Linked DNA regions of Mus musculus: region 1 is linked to region 2. The links are chromatin contacts, called in public HiChIP or PLAC-seq maps. All regions are on one chromosome and are shown on one strand. The core of a region is the stretch at or near the end of the contact, and the rest is flanking DNA. Distances in the headings are between cores, read along the strand shown. Region 1 has its middle 19 kb from the start of Tpp2. Region 2 holds the start of Tgfbrap1 (transforming growth factor, beta receptor associated protein 1).

What was found. HiChIP or PLAC-seq counts read pairs in DNA pulled down with a chosen protein or histone mark.
Region 1: an H3K4me3 HiChIP or PLAC-seq map of bone marrow-derived macrophages shows a contact between it and region 2, with 3 times the contacts expected there. The contact joins the enhancer-like site here to the promoter of Tgfbrap1 in region 2. A contact is called at or near these places in 3 of 39 promoter capture datasets (liver and pre-B cells), 3 of 115 datasets of contacts at active chromatin or transcription factors (T-cell acute lymphoblastic leukemia, bone marrow-derived macrophages and pancreatic cancer cells) and 1 of 9 other capture datasets (liver).

The regions. Positions count from the first base shown.
Region 1 is chr1:43,913,147-43,915,873 of GRCm38.p6, reverse strand. No RefSeq gene overlaps it. Among named protein-coding and RNA genes, the nearest start is that of Tpp2, 19 kb to the left of the region's middle. Within about 2 kb of position 1,318, at least 18 of the 459 cell types and tissues checked have an H3K27ac peak or open chromatin away from gene starts, as enhancers often do. A contact at or near this core is called in bone marrow-derived macrophages, where this site is marked.
Region 2 is chr1:43,091,074-43,093,773 of GRCm38.p6, reverse strand. Tgfbrap1 (transforming growth factor, beta receptor associated protein 1) reads left to right here and starts at 1,288. Exons shown (of 12, transcript NM_001357299.1): 1 at 1,288-1,393. It overlaps 8430432A02Rik (a long non-coding RNA gene), which reads right to left and starts at 1,494. Exons shown (of 2, transcript XR_003947575.1): 1 at 1,489-1,494; 2 at 1-1,411.

The sequences.
Region 1 (2,727 bases), core at 69-2,568, 820 kb before region 2:
AAAAGCAGAAACAAAGTTTGCTTTGAAACTGTGTTTTCTTGGAAACCCTGGAGGATGAAACTTTTTCTTTGAAACTGTTCATTCAAAGATAACCATCCTGTGAGGCCTTAATGTTGTTTCTCATCTTTTTTTATTTTAACTTGGCTGTTATTGGGAAGATTTGATAGTCAAGTATAGGAGACACCCCACATTAAGCTTGAGATGCCTGGGACCCCTGGTGACAAGGAAGAAAAACCTCCTGGGGCTACTGTGTTTCAGAGCATGAAGCTATGGCCTCTTGTGGGCCCAATATGAGTAACGAGAGGCCCCAAGGCCTGCTTCTTTGGCGAAAGCACCTCATGATGTCATTTCTACAACAATTCTGTGTACTTATCATCCTCCTTACCTATTTACTGTTCCTTCTCTTTTCTCCTCCCTTGATTAAACTAGCATTTGGTGACCTGTAGAAACCCTCTTGATATCCAGGAACTAGATGTTTAACTGTAGAGGAAGCTCTACAAATTTGGGGAAATTGCACCCAATGTAAAGTTGGATATGATGATAGTTAAAACATCTTGGGAAAGTTTGATATGTTACAGTCACTCGCTTGAGGTGAAAATGAAAGTAGCCGAGAGCCATTGGCAGAGATGAATAAATCTGCAGCTGTTCCTCCAGTCTTATTCTTAATTCTCTCTAATAGAAGCAGGACATTTTTATTACAAAACTGAGGATGGAATTATATACAGATATTTCCTAGAAAGTCAGCAATGGGTTCCTTGGGTTCAGGGACGATGTGGCATCTCCCTAGGAATTCTCCATAGAGGTTAAGTGAGGATGTCTTTTGTAGACAGACAGATGGGATCGTGAATGTTTGACACATTATTGGAGATCTTATGAGATTAGGGGATGGGACCCAGTACAAGAAAGGGATATTGGCGAAGGGACGTGCCCTTTGCTATATTTTTAAGATCACCTTGGAGCACCTTGCTATGGGACTGTAAAGACTGCAGGGTCAGCAGTATGACCTCATGTTTGCCCTTTTATGAAACCATACTGTCTCACACATGTCTGAAAGACATTGACTTTGTAACCACAGTACTGTTGCCTCTGATCTCACTGGAGACTGGTGGTCAGGAGATATATTAAAAGAAAAAAAAAGCTTGCTATAAAACCCTTATGTTTGAGATTTTATAGTTCCTTTTTTTCTGTTCTAAATCTGTACTACTCTGAATCACAAGAAAATGTTGGCACAGAAAAATAAAGAAGCATTTACCCACCCCACCCGCTATGACCTTCGTAACCTAACTTTCTTGTATGATTTCAATAAAAGACTGGGGCTGGGTCAAATCTATAGAGCACTCTGACTCCTGAGCTCAGAAGCTCTCACTGCATGAGCAAGCCTGTCAGCTTCCTCAATTGATGCATTTTCCTATTTGCCTACCAGGTATCCCTAGTCTTTGATGACTCACGTTGAAGCTGGAACACCCCCCCCCTCCACCCCACCCCCCATAGTCAGGCTGATCCCTGCTTTTACTCTGGAAGGCTTTCATTTGCTGGCCATCAGAACAATCTGATGCCTCTGCTAATTTGTCCTTCCCTTGTGACCTCTGACGCCTGCAAGCTCTGGAATTTAGTCTCCGTACACCTAGCTTCTCTGATGTTGAAATTTGGCTGCATAGCCCCCAGCACTGTCCTGAACATAACAAAACTCAAGTATCTACTTGGTCTTATCTTCAAAATGTCAGCTGACTATTTGTTATCTCCACTTGGATACCAAATGAGAATATCAAACTTTGTACATACAAACCTTAATTGTCAATTTCCTCCCCAATATTTTTTCTCTTCTAGCATCATTCCTACTATCAGTCCCTAGGAACATCGTGTTTTCTGTTGTTCAGATCCCAACTCTTACCTCCTGACGCTGTCATTCTATTTCACTCTATCAGGAAAATGTGTTGGCTGTATTGCTCTATATCTTCTTTACTGCTAACTTATATATCAAAGCCAACAGAATGTTTTGGTTAAGGTGTATCTGTACAAGATAGGCTATGTTGTAGTGACATCTATCTCTTAAATCTTATGACTCACAAATTGCTACCTCCCTCTGCCACACTGACCATTGCTGTCCCTTCTCATCCCAGACTCCCTTCACACAGCCTCTCCACGTGCCCTCTCACCTCCACTGAGAAGGAGGAGCCCCCCTGGGTACCAACCCACCCCAGCACATCAAGTCATTGTAGGACTATGCACATTCTCCCCCACTGAGGCCAGACAAAGCAGCCCAGTTAGAGACAGGACCCACAGGCAAGCAACAGAGTGAGGAACAGCCCCTGTCCCATTTGTTAGGAAACCTGCATGAAGATAATATCTGCTATATATGTCTGTGGGGCCTAGTCTAGGCCTTGTTAGTTGACTCTGTTTGTCCTCTTGTGGAGTCCCTATCCTCGAAGTTCCTCAATACTTCCCCTAACCCTTCCGCAAGACTCCCTGAGCTCTATATAATGTTTCACTGTGGGTCTCTGTATCTGATTTGGTCATCTGCTGGGTGGAGCCTCTCAGAGGACAGTTATGCTAGGCTCCTGTCTGCAAACATAACGGAATGTCATTAATGGTCAGGGATTGGTTCCTGCCCATGGGATGGGTCTCAATTTGGGCCATTCTTTCACTCTGTCTCTACTTCATCTTTTTTCCTGCACTTCTTGTAGGCAGGACAAATTTTGGGCCAAAGTTTTTGTGGGTGTTTTGGTA
Region 2 (2,700 bases), core at 39-2,538:
TTAGCTTATGAAGATACCCAAGCATGTTTCACAGTCTAGGCATGACCTAAAGGGGGCTGTTATTTGTGATGTAGATGAATCAATATGTCCCAAGAACAGATATTTCAACAATAGAGCTTGCTATTTTAAAAATTCTGTGGTAAGCCCCGTTATAAAGAAAATAATTGTTTTTGATTTACCTCGTTTTTGATAGTATTTATCTCCACTCCTGGATCATCTAGAGTGGAATGTAAAAGTTGTCCCATAAACTATTTAATCATTAGGACTTAATTTTATGTTACAAACACATTTCGAGTTCTTGCTCTGACACTTACTAGTGTAAGATTCAGGATAAGTCATTTACGTCTTTTTGCCTCAGTAAAATTCGGGAATTGAGGTGTGTACCTGGTAAGGATACGACAAGGTAGAAAACAGAACTGAACTTGGGTTCTATAATCAGAAGAGGTCCCCTTCATAGCTGGCTTTTCTAGGTCCCTACCCCTACACGCCTTCCTCCTTTGAAACAAAGCTACAGAATAGTATCTCTTATCCAACCTCTGGGGACAGGGTCAGCGGCCGGGATGGTAGGGTACCCTAAAGCCACCTCTTTAGCAGTTTCTCAAGTCAAAGGGAATAACTGAAGAAACCTGGCCTTTTTTGTGCACTGGCAGCACTGATGACTCTGGAAGAGCTTCCTAACTCTTCATCGGGAAACTTGAGTTTTGATTCTATAAGGAAGGAGGATTCTAGGATTCTTCTTTATGGCTTGACACAAGGGAGTGGCCATTGATGGACTGCCCTCAAAGAAGTGAGTGGAACTGCCCTGGGACTCCCAGCGCAGAAGGGATAGCCTGCACATATGCACCTCCCCTCCGGGACTAGCTTTCCTTCTGCCAGGACTAGCAGTAGGCCTAGGAACCGGAGGGCCGTTCCCCCGACCCCCTTTGGCACACTGAAGTCCAGCAAGCATCCCCTGCCCGCAAGTCGGGGCCCGGCTGTGAGTCCGTCTACTGGTCGGTCCGGGAGGCGTTTCTCCGAGCTTCCACCTGACCAACGCAGCTGTGCAGTAGCCAACATGGAGTGGACGGTCGAGAAGACAAGGCGGCGCTTCCTTCGCGCTTCCCAGGCGGGCGGCGGAGACGCTCCCCTCCCGAGGGCTGCGGTCCCGGTCTGCGCCGCCTGCGCACTCGCCAGCGCGCGCTCGCCCGCCTTCCCGACCCCCGGGCCCTGACGCGGAGCCTCCCAGCGGCGCGCGGCGGCCTGGGCACCGGCGAGCGCCCGCCCTCCGCCGGCGCCGGGCGGCGGCCCACGTGACGGGAAGCGGCTGCGGCGGGGCCGGCAGCCCAGGAGCCGCGGCCGGAGCGGGCGGCGGTGCCCCAGGCCGCGGGCGGCGCGGGACGGCTGCGCTACGCGGGTGAGAAGCGAGGGGCGGCTTGTTGGAGCGGCGGGTGCGCGATCGGCTTTGACGGGCGCCCGCGCAGGTGCAGCGGAGCGGGAGCGGGCGGGTGCCTGCATGACTGGGCCAGGTGTGCCGCTGGGGGCCGGCGTGCAGGCTTTGGGGAGCCAGGGGTGGTCACCGGTGCTGGGTCACTGTGTACGCTGTGGTCTGGGGGTGTGTCAGTGTAAGGAAGGGGAGAATCCGAGAGACCTCGTCCTTGAACTTGAGTTTTTGGGGAGAGGGATCGGGAAGGATCGTGCCGGTGTGCCTCCACCCTTCAGGTGGAAGGGTTGGGGTGCGTGATGTAATTGAAGTTTGCTGAGGTCTGTGGATTAGGAGTTGAAATTGGGGTCAGACTTGGGTCTGAACTGAGAGACTAGGAGATTAGATAGGGGAGTGTTGGTCGGGGACGAGGAGGTTCCCTTCCTTTATGAGGGCTGTCCAAGTTGCCTCCTGGTGTTGCTTCTGTCAAAGGGTGGTTGGTTGAGTCTGACAGGTCGCTGCTCTTGGGGATACAACTTGGATGCAGAAGTGGAGTTCACACAGTGCTTTTTAGTTGAGGCCTGTAGTCTGAGCAGATACGATTGAGCACTCAGGAGCTTCGGGTAGGGCGAGTTGGGTCAGGAGGGCAAGTAGGCAACATTGATATTAAAGTGGTGGCAAGGGAAGACACGGAGGAGTGTGGGAGGAGGGCAAGGCTGCTCTGCGAGGGGTCGTACCTGCTACTAACAGGAGATTGCTGGGCAGAGAGTGGCTGGTGTGGTGCCTGCTGCACCCTCACGCCGGTGATCATGATTCTTTCTTGGTCAGCAAAGCTGAGGACTCACAGCTCCAGGGTCCAGGAAGAGACATTTGGACAGCTGCTTCCTTTTCTTTTTCCTCTCATTTCTGCTAACCAAGCAACTGTCACTCTGGTGTGTAGTAAAAGGCAGTGCTTGACCAGAATCCCCAAGACCCAGCTCACAACGCCTTTCTCAGACCTTGGTTCCCCATACTCCATGGCCGTGATGAGGGTGAGGCTGTGAGTTTAAATCCCACTCTGGTCATTTCCTAACAGTGACCTTTGGATGCCACTTTCCTGATCAAAACAAGGCTAATAGCTGGATGTACCTGCATTTAGGAGATAGAGGTAGAAGGACAGGGAATTCAGGACCACCCATGACTACGTATTTGAGACCAGCCTACGTTACTCGAGGCCCTGCCTCATCTGCCCTATTCACCAAGTAGGGCTAATTTTACAAAAGGTGTGTGGATTCTCATAAGAAAATATTCATGGGAAGCAT